Linked DNA regions of Sus scrofa: all the other regions are linked to region 3. Evidence: chromatin contacts called from public Hi-C, HiChIP or PLAC-seq and promoter capture Hi-C data. All regions are on one chromosome and are shown on one strand. Each heading gives the region's core, a stretch centred on a gene start, on an enhancer-like site or on the middle of the called end of the contact. The rest is flanking DNA. Distances are from core to core; before and after follow the strand shown.

Region 1 (2,700 bases), core at 60-2,559, 140 kb before region 3:
GGACAGGAAGTTTAGGTTAATTCGTCCAAGACTACATAGCTAGTAAATAGCAAATTTCATAGGACAGACATATCTATAAAACGAGGATAGTGCTAAGAGTACTTACTTTAATGAGAATTAAATAAATTAATATTGGAACGATGGTTAGAACAGAGCCTGGAGCACAATAAGGTGTATATGAGTGGGTGTTAAACAAATACAAATTTCTACGGTGATTCAGATATAGGAGTAAATAACTTCCATGCACAGAGACTAAGGAAGGCTTTGGAAAGGAGAAATTTAAGCTGATCCTAGAAATGAGGGGAAGGGTGAGAAGAGAAGCAGGGGAAGGGAAAGGAGGAGGAGAAGGGGAAGGAGGGAGGAGGAAGGGAGAGGGGAGACTGGGATGAAAGGAGGGAAAAGGGAGGGGGAAGGGAGGAAATGAGAGAAAAGGGAGAGGAGGAGTTGGAGAGGGAGGGAGAGAGGGAGGAGAGACACTAGGAGAAAGCTCAGAGTAGAGTAGGCAAAAAGAAAAAGTAATGGGAGTAGTTAAGTTTGATTACATTTTTTAAAAAACCTCCCCTTTCCTCCAATCTGTCACTATTTCTGCCAGCTATACTTCAATATATCGTTTATCATCTTCCTTTCACCCCTGTAGAATCTACTATCCTTACTCCCTCGTCATCCATTCTACGATATTTATGGAGTGCCTCTATGTGCCAGGCACTGATACACCAATGAACAAGATAGGCCACGTCTTAGTTCCTATTCTGCACTATGAAATAATACTCCAATACTTCAAGCTGGATTCCCAGTTTTTGGTCAGCCCTACTCCAATCCATTCTCTACACTGCCACCCAGAGAGACTGGAAAGATAACAGATCTGGTCTGGGCACTCCTTTGTTTAATCTTCCTGTTGCATATTCCCATCGTCCTCAGAAAAGATTTCAATCTGCCTAGCATCCTGTTCAAGGCCCTGCACCGTCCCGCACAGCCTTATCTCCCAGCCTTCATCTCCTTACATTCCGCATTTGAACCACAGTAAATTACTCAAAATCTTAGGTACACACACTTAGAATCAAGCGCCTGCTGAAAGGACGTGGCTAGAACTCCATCCTACTCCATTCTTGCACACTGAAACCTTGAGAAATTCCTGGTTATCCTCCTCCAGCTTTGCAGTCTTAAAAAGCTGCGCAAACTACACTCTTCCACAGCCCAAGCATCCCGGAAAGCCGGTGCGCACCTCCAACCCAGCGGTAGCCGGAAAAGGAGGGGCTTCGCCGGCCTCCGGGCCGCCATCTTGGCTGAGTTGGCCGGAAGTGTTACGGCGATCCAGCGGCGGGCGCGCACTGAGGCTGCGCGGCGGCGGCGGCGCAGGTCTTGAGCGCCGGCGGCGTTGCGGCGACCGTCCCGAGCCGTGTGCGGTACCGCCTAGCAGCCACAGAAACCCCTGTGTCATCTCTCCTAGTCCTACTCCAGGCGCCCCAGCCGCTGTCCAACCCTTCCGCCAGGGTTTGCGCAGCGGCTTGCACATCCCTCGGCCCGAGTACGCGCTTTGCACCTGCCTGCGCAAAAACATGTTGCAGAAACCCGAGAGCGGGGTTCTCCCCGTCCCTCAAGTCGAGGGGGAGATGGATGGCAGCCATGACGGTGAGACCCAGGCCCTGACCGTCTCGCAGGAGGAGGCCCCGAGCCCCCTCCTGCAAGAGAGCCCAGAGGAGGACCTTGACGCAGTAAAGGAGGAAGGGGCTGCGGAGCCCGCCCTCACCCCGAAAGGTGCGAGGGCCTTGGCAGCCAAAACTTTGGCCCGGCGCCGGGCTTGCCGCCGTCTGGATCGGACGGTGGCCGAGTTGGTGCAGTTTCTGCTGGTGAAGGACAAGAAGAAGAGTCCCATCACTCGCTCGGAGATGGTGAAGTATGTTATCGGAGACTTGAAGGATCTGTTCCCCGAGATCATCGCAAGGGCCGCAGAGCATCTGCGGTATGTCTTTGGTTTCGAGCTGAAACAGCTTGACCGCAAGCACCACACTTACATCCTGATGAACAAACTAAAACCTCCTGAGGATAAGGAGGAGGATCTGGGAGGAGATGGCCCCAGACTGGGTCTCTTAATGATGATCTTGGGCCTTATCTACATGAAAGGTAATAGCGCCAGGGAGGCACAGGTCTGGGAGATGCTGCGTCGGTTGGGGGTGCGTCCCTCAAAATATCACTTCCTCTTTGGGTACCCGAAGAGGCTTATTATGGAAGATTTCGTGCAGCTGAGATACCTCAATTACAGGCGTGTGCCTCACACCAACCCACCGGAATGTGAATTCTCTTGGGGTCCCCGAAGCAACCTGGAAACCAGCAAGATGAAAGTCCTGGGGTTCGTGGCCAAGCTCCATAAGAAAGAACCCCAACACTGGCCAGTGCTGTACCGTGAGGCCCTGGCAGACGAGGCTGACAGAGCCAGAGCTGAGGCCAGTATTAGGCCTAGGGCTAGGGCCAGAGCCAATGCTAGGGCCGGCAATCACCGCTGGTGAGGGCTATTGGAAGAGTGGCCAGCCGGAGGGGGGGGGGCTGAGGGGGTGGGTGGAGTTGGGCACAAAAACTACTGAGTCTAAGTAGAATAGGTGGGGGGAGGGTCGTGTTTTCTGTAGCGGTTGTATTTATGTAACTAGGATTTAGGTTTTGTATCTTGCTAAGTTTTGTTACATTTAATATACTGTTAAATTGATG
Region 2 (2,700 bases), core at 157-2,656, 230 kb before region 3:
TTGCTTTTTATTCTCATACGTAACTGACATTTGGCATCACAACAGCTGAAATGTCTATAAAAGGACTGGATACAGCTAAAAATCACTAAGTTTCCCCAAAATTCTGGAAGATGGAAAACATCCTTCTGCTGATCCTGATCCATGTACAGAGGAATGTATAAAGGATAATCAATATGCTATTCGCTTGAGCTCTGGAAAAAAATTTTCTCACATATAACTATGTTTCTCCAACCAGAAATTTTTTTTCTCATTTATCTTTATTCTGCATCTCAGTATCTACTCTTCTTAAATTTAATCATGAGCAAACCCAACTCTTAAACAAGCATGTAGATCCTCCATTCCCATTTATATTAGCTACACTTCAAACACACACCTGATATGTAATTATTTAATTGCAGACATATGGAGTAAGATTGGCACCACATGTTAACATCCCTGTTTGTTTTGTTTGGGGGAAGGTGGAGGGACAGCGTGGTAGAGGACACAGCCTTCCTGACTATTCTAGTCTCAGCCTAATATCAGGAGGGTATGAAGGAGGCATGCAGGTTTGGAGAAGGCTAGCCAGCCGTGCCTAATAACCCCGGGGGGGTTGGAACCTATCTCACTGACACTACTTCATACCACCCACCCTCCTCTGAAGCACACTCTAACATTTAGGCAGCTCCGTTTCCCCTCTTCTCCAGGTACCACACTTGGAGAACTAACCAGGATACAGGATTGGCCTGGAACGTTAGCTACCCACGTGTTCCCTGCTGCCCTCGCTCTGGGGAACACCTTACAAGCAGAGAGAAACTGGAATGAACCTCACAGGTGCGCAGCAATTCAAAGAGGTGTACACTCCGTCTAAGCCTCCGCCTCACACTCGGGGAGCACACTCACCCCTTTCCTCCAAGGATGGAGAAGCCTTTACCTGCGCCCAAGCCCCAAAGGCAGGCTGCACACCTGTTCGTCTGGAGGAGGGGATTGATCACCCCCCTCCACGTCTCACAATTAGGTGGAGAAGGTAAACCTGCACCTCAGCCTCACACTCGTTTAAAACCAACAAGTGGAAACTGTCTAACCCAGCTGCAGGCCAAACACAGGTCACGCCCCTCGGCCCCAGAGTCAATCCCGCTGGCCGGTGGGCCTCGGTCCAGTTAGCCGATCCTAGGCCGTGCCACTGTCCCGTGTACCCAAGGCTGAAGCTCAGAAACCCGGCGCACGCTATCCTCCCTCCCCGGGTACGGCCCCCGTCCACTATCCCCACCCGGCCGGCCAGCTCTCGGGAGAATCGTTACCTGAGCTCTGGAGGTCCCAGCCCAGGACCCGGGCCCGCGTGACCCCGCCCCCTGCTCTAGCCTCACGCATGCGCAGTATCTACTCAGTGGCCACGCTTCCGCTTTCATCTTCTCACCCCGGTCTCTTCTGGGCGGTCTGTCCCTCTAACGCCACGCCCCATTTAAAGGGCCAGAGACACAACGTCCCCTAAAGGTAATTAACACCTTTGGGAACAGGAGAGTGGAAACTTCCGAGGAGGAGCGCAGGCCAATAAATACTAGTCCTTGAGATGAGAAGAAAAACCCTCCTCCAGCCCGGTGTGGGTGAATTTATCTAGGCTTTAAGAAAGTGAACCTATCTTCAGCCAGCCCAAGAAATGGTAGTTGATTCCCAGGCTTTTGGAGTTTACAACCAGTAATTTTTAATTTTTTTATTGAGGTATAGTTGATTTATAATGTATTATTTTCTGGTGTAAAGCAAAAAATGACTCAGTTATACATATCTGTTCATATTCTTTTCCTTTACGGTTTATTACAGGATATTGAAATAGTTCCCTGTGCTATACTCTAGAACCTTGTTATTTATTTTATATGTAGTATTTTATATCTGCTAATCCCAAACTCTTAACCATCCCCCACCCTTCCTCCTTTGGTAACTGTAAGTTTGTTTTCCATATCTGTGAGTCTTTTTCTGTTTCATAAGTAAGTTCATTTGTGTCATATTTTAGATTCCACATAATAGTGATACAATATGGTATTTGTCATTCTCTTTCTGATTTAGTGTGATAATCTGTAGGTCTTTATATGTTGCTGCAAATGACATTGTTTTATTCTTTTTATGACCGAGTAGTATTTCCATCTGAATATATACCACACCTTCCTTATCCATTCATCCGTCAATGGACATTTAGGTTGCTTCTATGTCTTGGTTATTGTAAATAATGCTGCTATGAACATTGAGGTGCATGTATCTTTTTGAATTAGAGTTTTCTCTGGAGATATGCCAAGGAGTGGGACTGCTGAATTATATGGCCACCCTATTTTTAGTTTTTCAGTGAACCATATTGTCCTCCATAATGGCTGCACCAATTTGCATTCCCACAGTGTAGGAGGGTTCCCTTTCTTCCAGCATTTGTTATTTATAGACTTATTAATCATGGCCATCCTGATTGGTGTAAGGTGATATGTCATTGTAGTTTTGATCTGCATTTTTCTGGTAATTAGTGATGATGAGCATCTCTTCATGTGCCTGTTGTCTATCTGTATGTCTTCTTTGGTGAAATGCCTATTTATGTCTTCTGTCCATTCTTTGGGTTTTGTCTTTGTTGTTGTTGTTGTTGTTATTGTTGAGTTGTATGAGCTGTTTGTATATTTTGGAAATTAAGCCCTTGTCAGTAACTTTGTTTGTAATTATTTTCTCCCACTCTGTGTGTTGTCTTCTTCT
Region 3 (2,700 bases), core at 144-2,643:
GGAAGTTGGAGCTACCCCGTCAGCGGCAGTCTGGGCGGGTTTCACAGAACCCGTCTAGAAGCCGGCCTTTCCCCACCGGCTAAGGGTAAGGCACCGGCTCCCGCGTTACCCGGGACAAACCCGACAATCTCAGGGGCTCAGTGGAGACGCGGGGTGCCCCATTATAAGGCGGCGGGGGAGCCGCAGAGCAGTGTGCAACGTTCGTGCACACAGCACCTCTGGTGTAGTTGGCGCTCGGTAAACCGTAAACAATAACAGGCCCCCGCCTCTCCACCCCCGCAGCCATCCCCTGACAAAGCGGGGTGCAGGCACTCGCGCTCTCGCAGTTAACTCCAACGTGTTCCTAACCAACGCCGACCCCCAACCTGGGGAGCCCCGCTTCGCCCCCACCCGCCACAGCCCCGCACCAGCCTCAGAGCCCCCGCTTTTCCTGGTGGGTCGCCCACACTTCCTTGGCTCCGGGAGGCGCCAAGGGCCCCCAGCTCCTCTGCCGTGAGTGCGGGGTCCTCTCACAAAGCTCATAGCCCGGCCACGACTATCGGGGACGCTCGCCCCAGTCGAGCTGCCCGCGATCCCGAACCTGGCGGACCGCCGGCCTCAGAGGCTGCTGGAGCCTCCGAGGCGGCTCCGGGGGCGTCCTCCCCACCCCATCCTCCAGCTCCCGGAGAAGGCGTGAGTGACCGAGCCTCTTCCGACGTGCGCCCGGCCCGCATCGAACCCACACCGCGGCCCCTCCCCGGGCCACGCTACGGCGACCCCGGACACCTTAACCCCTGGACTCGCCCCCCGACGCCACTCACCTTCCAGCGCCCGACAGCCGGTGGGCAGCAGCAGCGGCAGCAGCAGCAGCAGCGGAGAGAGCAGCGGCAAGAGTCCCGGCGGCTGCGGCGGCGGCGGGCGGGCTCGGGCCATGGCCAGGGCGGGCTCCGGGAGCCGAGCCGGGCCGCGCCGGGCCGGGCCGCGCCGGCGGGGCTGCGGACACACGCGGAAAGGTTCGTTCGGTGGGCTCCGAAGTAAGCTTGCGCACGGTCCCAGGAGATCCAGACAAGGAGACGGTGCGATCCAGGAGGGCGGCTCCGGGACCGAGGCGGCACCCTGACCCGGGCGATGCTGGGGGATACAAGCAGGTCGGTCCCGGGGGAATCTGGACGGACCGGTCCAGGAGGATCCGGGGCGCTTGGAGAGCTCGGAGCCAGAGGACTCGGAGAGACCCGCCGGGGCGGAGGGCGCAAGTGATGGCAGTTCGGTGTGCACTGTAATCCAGCGGTCTGCTGCGGGCCCGACTCGGATCCGCGACTCCGGGTGCGCGCGCCGGCCGGGGTCCGAGGTGGGTTCTTGCTGCGCCGCTCACGTACTCACTTCTGCTGTCCCCAGCGCTGGCGCGGCCGCTCTGGGCGAGAGGGGCGGGGCCGGCCTCCTGCCTGTCACCGCCCAGGTCCCGCCCCTAGCCGCTGGCCGCCACTCACGGACCGCCAGGCGCGTTGGTTCGGCCTCGAGAGCACTCTGCAGGAGTTCAGTTGGCGGCGCCTCAATCACGCCCACCCTCAGACTCTCTGAGGCCTGGGGTGGGCGGGGCCAGGGAAAAGATGAATTAGATTGGGCGGAGCGATACTGTCCATCAGAGGGAGCAGAGGGAGAAACCCGCCTCCTGCTGCCCAGTGGCGATTAGTACCCGAACCTGAGTCCGAAGGGGTGCCATCCTCATACAACGAGCCGGGGGCGCCCTCATGTGGCTGTCTTTCCAGGAGCATTTAGACCCTGACTAAACTCAGCTTAGGTACAACCAAGTGGGCGTCCTAGCAACACTTCCCACGCTTGTTTATATATTCATTCATTCATTCAGCTATGTATTTCATCATTCTTTGCGCCAAAGAGTCCAGTAACTTCTGGCCATACAGCAATGGAGAAGACACAGGTTTTCTCTTGGAGCTAGTTTACTGGTGGCAGGAATGAAATCATCACAACAGAGTGTTAACAGGTATTGTTATGCAAGAAGGACAGAGTTGCTGGAGCACATGTGAGAGGGGTGGCTGTGCCTGGCCCTGAGGAAATGACATTCAAGCCGAAATATGAAAGATGAGTGGCAGGTGAAGGATGTGCCCTGGGTGGCAGGATGGCAGTTTCAGGCAGGGCAAACACACTTTGGTGAAGTCCCAGGGGTGAGAAAAACTGATATTTATTGGCAGAAGCTGAAAGAAGTCCAGAATATCTAAAGTGTAGAGTTAGAGACTGAGAGGCGCCAAAAGGAAGCTTGGAAGTAGGTATGGGGAACCAGAGGAATGTTTTTTAGATTCATAAGGCCTTCCTGAGAGCTGGGGTCTGAAGCAGAGGCGTTATTTGTCAGATTAACGTGGCTGCTCTGGGAAGGAAGAATGGGAGGAGGTAAGGGTAGAAACAGGGAGAACAGAGGAAGCTGTGTGGCAGTCAGAGGAAGATGGTAGCTTGGACCAGGGCGGTGGCATGGAGAGGGAGAGAAGTGGGCAGGTCTAAGATATTTCAGGAGGCAGAGTTCATGGGATTTGCGATTGTGAGGTTCCCAGGTTATGTGGTAAGTGGAGACATTAAGGAGAACCCTCCAGGTTTCTGGATTGGGCAGATGGACATCTACCCCATTTGTTCAACACACATTTACAAAGTGCAATAACCACTCTGAAAAAACAAAACTGGTCTTGTTTATTGAGAGGTAGATATTATTATAGC
Region 4 (2,700 bases), core at 64-2,563, 220 kb after region 3:
CTGTATCCAATGGCCTCTCATCTGCTCTCATAGAAGTACAGGCTCAATAAGAACCACATATACAAGCAAAGAGGCAGAAAACTATGGCTGGTGGACAGAATGCCCAGAAAAGAATCAAAGGTCCTCTGGCAACAAATAATATCACGTTCTAGGCCTGCATGGGTGACTAAGAAACAACCTGCTCTGGGGCAAGTCAGTCATCCAAAGGTTTTGCCTTTCCGTGCCAGGCGCTGTGCTAAGGAGATTATTAAGAACTGCTGTTTGGGGAGGTCTTGTCCGTGGCTCAGTGGTAACAAACCTGATTAGTATCCATGAGGATGGGGGTTCAATCCCTGGCCTCACTCTGTGGGTTAAGGATCAGCTCAGGGGATTAAGGATCTGGTGTTGCTGTGAGCTGTGGTATAAGTCTCAGACGGGGCTTGGATCTGGCGTTGCTGTGGCTGTGGTGTGGGGCCTGCAGCTGTAGCTCTGACTCGACCCTTAGCCTGAGAACCTCCATATGTCCTTACGTCTGGCCCTAAAAAGACAAAATCAAACAAACAAACAAACACCTGCTGTTTGTTCTGAAGAATATCTCAGTCTCTAAGCAAAGGAAGAGACACCAAGGACAAATAATTCTTGATCAACGTCAGAACAAGGAGGTGTATACCAAGCAGTCAACTCTTAGAGAGGATTTCACAAAGAGCTAAGACTCTGAGGGCAACAGGCCCTGAGGTCGGATTATTTGCTGTACAGCCTTGGGTGGGTTGCTCAGCCTCTCAGAAGATGGGTAAGACACCACCTACCTCGTGGAGACTCTCGAAAGGAATAAGTAAGGCAATGTGTGTAAAGTGCACAGCACAGCGCCTAGCAGAGTGGGCAGCGATTAAAAAGATGCCAAGGAGGTTACCAGCACCATGAAGAAAGGTCACCCAGGCACCGGGCACAGCATGTGTGAAGCGAGGGAGAGCTCGAAGTCTCCGTTTTCTCATCTATAAAACGTTTCCTGAGAGAGGCCCCTAGGTCAGGACCTGCCGGTAGGGGAAGACCACATGAAATGTGTGGACAAGAGGCCCAGGGGCGTGTCCCTGAGATCAGCCGCTTCTCCCAAACCGCCCCTACAAACCTTACTCACCTCGGTCAAACTTCTTGCCCTCTGGGTCAATGTCTTTCACATCAAAAATATCCTCGAACAGAATGCCCGCCATGGTGAGGGGGCCACGAGAGAAGCAGAGGTGCTGAGCGCGTGACGAAGACTACGGAGCAGGGCACGGCCCCGCGTGGAGAAAAATGAGAGAGGAAAATGCAGCGCCTGAAGAGCGGCAGCAAAGAAATAGAAGGACGCATGCGCACAGACCAGCAGTAACGCAGCTACTTCCGCCGCCTAGCTCTCGGGGCTTCTTAACTTCCGCCCCGAACGATTGCTTCCGAGAGGCTTCAGTGTTTAGGGCGGTCTCACGTCCAGATAACTCCTCCCAGGGCGGGAACACGATAGGTCCCACCTCCAGCCGGGGGTGGCTTGGTGTCCCGCTCTCTCCGGAGGCTCTAGTGCGCCCTCTTCAGATGCCGGGTTAGGAAGACTGGAGTGCTTGGGGGCCTACCCCAGCCAGGGACCTTGATCCTTGGCCCAGAGAATCCTGGCCCTAGCCCTACCCTGTCGGTCCGCGGGTCTGCCGAGGGCACAGTCCGCGCAAAGGGCTAGCGGAGCAGAACCACGCCCCCAGGGCGATGGCCAAGTAGGGTGCCGTACCCAGTCCTTCTAGCTGGCACTGAGGAATCCCGGGCTGGCCCAGGCCGGCTGGGCCCAGCTGGATGTCACCCGACCCGGTGATATCCACTTTGGGAATTTGCCATGATGTCACCATGGGGAAGAGGGAAGTCTGCACTGTCTCCTCCTCTGGTACTGCACCCTCCCCACCCCTGATTTCTTACCTCGCACCGCCCCTTCAGCATGGTATTAACCCCATCACACTGCTCTCCTCAGTACTGCCCCTTCGGCTCGGTTCTGGCCTTTCCTCCACCACTGCGCTCACCTTCTGGACACGTTCTCCTAAGTGCTCCTTCATCCCGGCATTGTCCTCTCCTATGGATACCACCTCTTCCTTTACACTGCCCGTTCCTCTAGGGTGCTGGTTCTCACACTGTCCCCTTCCTGGGCACTCCCTCCTGGGAACCCCCTCTGCCTCCCACCTGCCCCTTCACCCTGGTACTGCCTCCTCCTGCACAATGCCTGTTTTCCTGGGCACTGGCCTGTCCCCTGACTCTATCTCTGACTGTGTTCACCCCACACTTGTTCACCCCACCCTTTGCACTTTTCTTCTCCGGAGCCTGATAGAGAACGCAGAGCCCCAGCAGGCTGTTCCCCCTTGGCAGCTAGACGTCAGCAGCTACTCGGGTTTCTTCTTCAGCCCTGCCAAGGAGAAGCGACCTCTGTCCCCCCACGCCCGCCTCCCAGGAGCGGCCTCCCCAGCACCTAGACCTCCCTTCCCTCCGGCTCCACCCACGCACAAGCCTCAGGCCAGCTAGCTCCAGGTGCACCTCCCCGGGACAGTCGCAAAGAAAGGAAGGGGGATGAGAGAAACCGAAGTTTCCAGTTCCAAGCACCCCTCTTCTGGGCCTAGCGTCCCCCTCCGAGTCTCCCCAGTTCTGTTTCTCACCCCCCACGGAGCAGAGGGGCCTTGCCAGGCCGGTCTGAGCCGTTGGCTCCTTCAGCAAAGCAAG
Region 5 (2,700 bases), core at 27-2,526, 180 kb before region 3:
TTCTCCCTCTAAGTGTTTATGGATTTTATAGTGAGGGTTCTGAGTGACACATCTGGCTCTCCGTTCCTTGGCTGAGCAGAAGTGATTGACACATTCCAAATCCAGGAAGTGTCCAATCGCTTCTTGTGTTCAGGTGTTCTATATAGCTGTGCTCACATCTTACACCAACACACATGCACACACACACACGCACACACACACACAGACTCACACGCGGTGTTGCAGAATTCTGCAATCTCTGAAGTTTCACAAACATCCAAGGCTGTATACTGTCACCATAACACACAGAGAACTGCTTATGTGGAGCCCCGTGTGCCCAGTGAGACATCCGGGGAGGGAGAGATCACTTCCTGGTGGTGTAACCACGGAGGGCCTCACAAAAGAGACCACATCTGTCCTAGGTTTTGAAGGATGGATAGAAATCCAACAAAGAGGGTGGGAGTGGCTTTCCAGAACAAGGGAATAATCACAGAGTGGAGTTGGGAAAACACAAAGCAGGTCTAGACAAGTCCCGTAGTCTTGGCTGAGGACAGGGTTTTGTAGAGGAGGATGAGGTGGAGGAGCCAAGGCTGGGAAGACAGTTTAGGACCTGGTTAGGTGGGGCATTGAAGGCCAAGCAGAAACTGGAAGGAATGGGACTCTGGCTTTGATAGGTTGTCCATCTTATGGGGGGTTTTTGTTTGTTTGTTTTTTGCTTTCTAGGGCCACATGTGTGGCCCATGGAAGTTCCCAGGCTAGGGATTGAATCGGAGCTACAGCTGCCGGCCTGTACCACAGCCACAGCCACATCCACATGGGATCTGAGCTGTATCTGTGACCGATACCACAGCTCACGGCAATGCCGGATCCTTAACCCACTGAGGGAGGCCAGGGATTCAACCCACATCCTCCTGGATACTAGTTGGATCTGTTACCACTGAGCAACAGTGGGAGCTCCTCCATGGACAATTTTTGAGATCAGGGGAGAGCTCTAGGAAGATCAGTCACGGAGGGGATTGAATGGGAAGCATACTAGGGGTCAGGAAACCAGTGTAGATGCTGTGGTAACAGACAGAGCTAGAGAGGACCCCACACCTGGCTGGGGCACAGCTGGGGCAGGAGGGCAGGAGTCCCAGGCCAAGAGTGCTGCCTTCTTCCACAGCTCACAGCTACTATCAAACCCTTCAGGGGCAACCGTGCAAATACCTCAGCTTCTCATCTGAGAATAAGCACCAAGTGAGCTCACTCCTCAGCAATTGTTTGGGGAAGTGAAAGAGGAAACTGACCTCAATATACGGGAGCCTGACTCATTGTCTCTCAGCGACCTCGAGCAGGAAAATTCTCTGAGCCTTCTGCCAGTCACCTCCTCTGTCCACACCTTTCCTTGTAGGAATGTAGACACCAAAATGGAGTCCCAGGCACACAATACCTAGAGAAACATCCAGAAACAGGACAGACCCAGTCCCACTGCCCCACTCCCTTGCTGGAAGGCCTTGGGCACATCGCTTCACTCCTTTCTACGCCTCAGTCTTCTCCTCCATAAAATGGTTATAAGAACTATCGCCATCCACTTGTGGAACTTTTATAAGATCAAATAGTCTAATAAACTTGAAGGTGCTTAAGCTCTTTGGAAGTGGGGCTAAAGCAACGCAGGCTGTTGTGGTGATGCCATTAGGTAACTGTGACCTGCCGCCACCACCGCTGCGGTCACCTGTATATCTTCTCCCCAAGGAGCACAAATGCTTTTCGTGGTGTCCATTTTCTTAACTATTTCTCAAAGGCCTCCCTTTGCTTAGATGTGGGTCTTAACACCAGAAGGCTCCACAGATACTGCCTACCTGAAACGGACCTTGAGTCAGATCCTATGAAAGTCAGGAGGAGGGCCAGCCTGGGAGCATCTTGGAGCTGATTCACCACCACTCAGAGGGGAAGCTGCTGGTGTCTTGGTCAGGGAAGAGCAGGTGATTCAAGGAGGAACTTTCTGGATGTGGAGGAACTGAGATCACTCATCCCTCCAATTCCATCTCCTCAGCTGCACTGACCCAGATCCCGACCCCTCCCCTCCCAGACTACCTTCTGATCCCATGCCTAGAAATCTAACTGTGGGGCCAGCATGATTCACCCACCACGTAACTTCATTTTCCTCATCTGAAAAACAGGTCTCAGAACTTCTGGGATGCTATGAGGAGGGTCCCATGGGCCAAGGATTCGAGAACGCTTGGTGACTATAAGGCATTGTACCAAGGTGGTGTGAGAGGACCTTTTCAGGGTATGTTTTAAGATGATTTCCCACCCGGGGCTGGAGTCGGGGGGTGGGAGGGAGAGGCTGGCTAGTGGCTGCTCTGTAGTGGCCATGAGAGAAGTCTTAGGGGGCTCCCAGGATGCAAGTTCCCTCCAGACCCAAAGTTCCAAAGCTGGATAGAGGAGTTCCCCTTGTTGCTCAGGGGAAACGAATGACTAGCATCCATGAGGATGCAGGTTCGATGCCTGGCCTTGTTCAGTGGATTAAGGATCCAGCCTTACTGTGAGCTGTGGTGTAGGTCACAGATGTGGCTCAGATCCCGTGTTGCTGTGGCTGTGGTGTAGGCCAGCAGCTATAGCTCCGATCACACCCCTAACCCGGGATCCTCCATGTGCCATGGGTGCGGCCCTATAAAGGAAAAAAAAATCTGGATAGTAATGTTCTTGAACACGGGTACTCAAGAGAGCAGCTCTTTGTGT

What was found. Promoter capture Hi-C pulls out the DNA fragments that hold promoters and counts their contacts. A called contact is a pair of places that touch in the nucleus more often than the background predicts. HiChIP or PLAC-seq counts read pairs in DNA pulled down with a chosen protein or histone mark.
Region 1: an H3K27ac HiChIP or PLAC-seq map of skeletal muscle shows a contact between it and region 3, with 7 times the contacts expected there. The contact joins the promoter of MAGEF1 here to the promoter of EPHB3 in region 3. A contact is called at or near these places in 2 of 5 promoter capture datasets (fetal liver and liver), 16 of 47 Hi-C or Micro-C datasets (alveolar macrophages, brain, embryonic fibroblasts and 11 more) and 1 of 2 datasets of contacts at active chromatin or transcription factors (skeletal muscle).
Region 2: an H3K27ac HiChIP or PLAC-seq map of skeletal muscle shows a contact between it and region 3. The contact joins the promoter of VPS8 here to the promoter of EPHB3 in region 3. A contact is called at or near these places in 4 of 47 Hi-C or Micro-C datasets (embryonic fibroblasts, epiblast stem cells, fibroblasts and 1 more) and 2 of 2 datasets of contacts at active chromatin or transcription factors (alveolar macrophages and skeletal muscle).
Region 4: a contact with region 3 is called in a promoter capture Hi-C map of fetal skeletal muscle, with 2.3 times the contacts expected there. The contact joins the promoter of POLR2H here to the promoter of EPHB3 in region 3. A contact is called at or near these places in 3 of 5 promoter capture datasets (fetal liver, fetal skeletal muscle and liver), 20 of 47 Hi-C or Micro-C datasets (alveolar macrophages, brain, embryonic fibroblasts and 12 more) and 2 of 2 datasets of contacts at active chromatin or transcription factors (alveolar macrophages and skeletal muscle).
Region 5: a Hi-C map of alveolar macrophages shows a contact between it and region 3, with 3 times the contacts expected there. The contact joins the enhancer-like site here to the promoter of EPHB3 in region 3. A contact is called at or near these places in 5 of 5 promoter capture datasets (fetal liver, fetal skeletal muscle, liver and 1 more), 29 of 47 Hi-C or Micro-C datasets (adipose tissue, alveolar macrophages, blood and 16 more) and 2 of 2 datasets of contacts at active chromatin or transcription factors (alveolar macrophages and skeletal muscle).

The regions. Positions count from the first base shown.
Region 1 is chr13:122,601,309-122,604,008 of Sscrofa11.1, reverse strand. It overlaps MAGEF1 (melanoma-associated antigen F1), which reads left to right and starts at 1,309. Exons shown (of 1, transcript XM_003483283.4): 1 at 1,309-2,700. The coding sequence starts at 1,557. The coding sequence ends at 2,504. All of the region lies in intron 2 of LOC110256376 (a long non-coding RNA gene), which reads right to left.
Region 2 is chr13:122,692,395-122,695,094 of Sscrofa11.1, reverse strand. It overlaps VPS8 (vacuolar protein sorting-associated protein 8 homolog), which reads right to left and starts at 1,406. Exons shown (of 48, transcript XM_021069973.1): 1 at 1,278-1,406.
Region 3 is chr13:122,466,254-122,468,953 of Sscrofa11.1, reverse strand. It overlaps EPHB3 (ephrin type-B receptor 3), which reads right to left and starts at 1,393. Exons shown (of 16, transcript XM_003358733.5): 1 at 801-1,393. The coding sequence starts at 912.
Region 4 is chr13:122,250,242-122,252,941 of Sscrofa11.1, reverse strand. It overlaps POLR2H (RNA polymerase II subunit H), which reads right to left and starts at 1,313. Exons shown (of 5, transcript NM_001243341.1): 1 at 1,115-1,313. The coding sequence starts at 1,187.
Region 5 is chr13:122,650,362-122,653,061 of Sscrofa11.1, reverse strand. All of the region lies in intron 3 of LOC110256376 (a long non-coding RNA gene), which reads right to left. Among named protein-coding and RNA genes, the nearest start is that of VPS8, 42 kb to the left of the region's middle. Within about 2 kb of position 1,276, at least 2 of the 83 cell types and tissues checked have an H3K27ac peak or open chromatin away from gene starts, as enhancers often do. A contact at or near this core is called in alveolar macrophages, where this site is marked.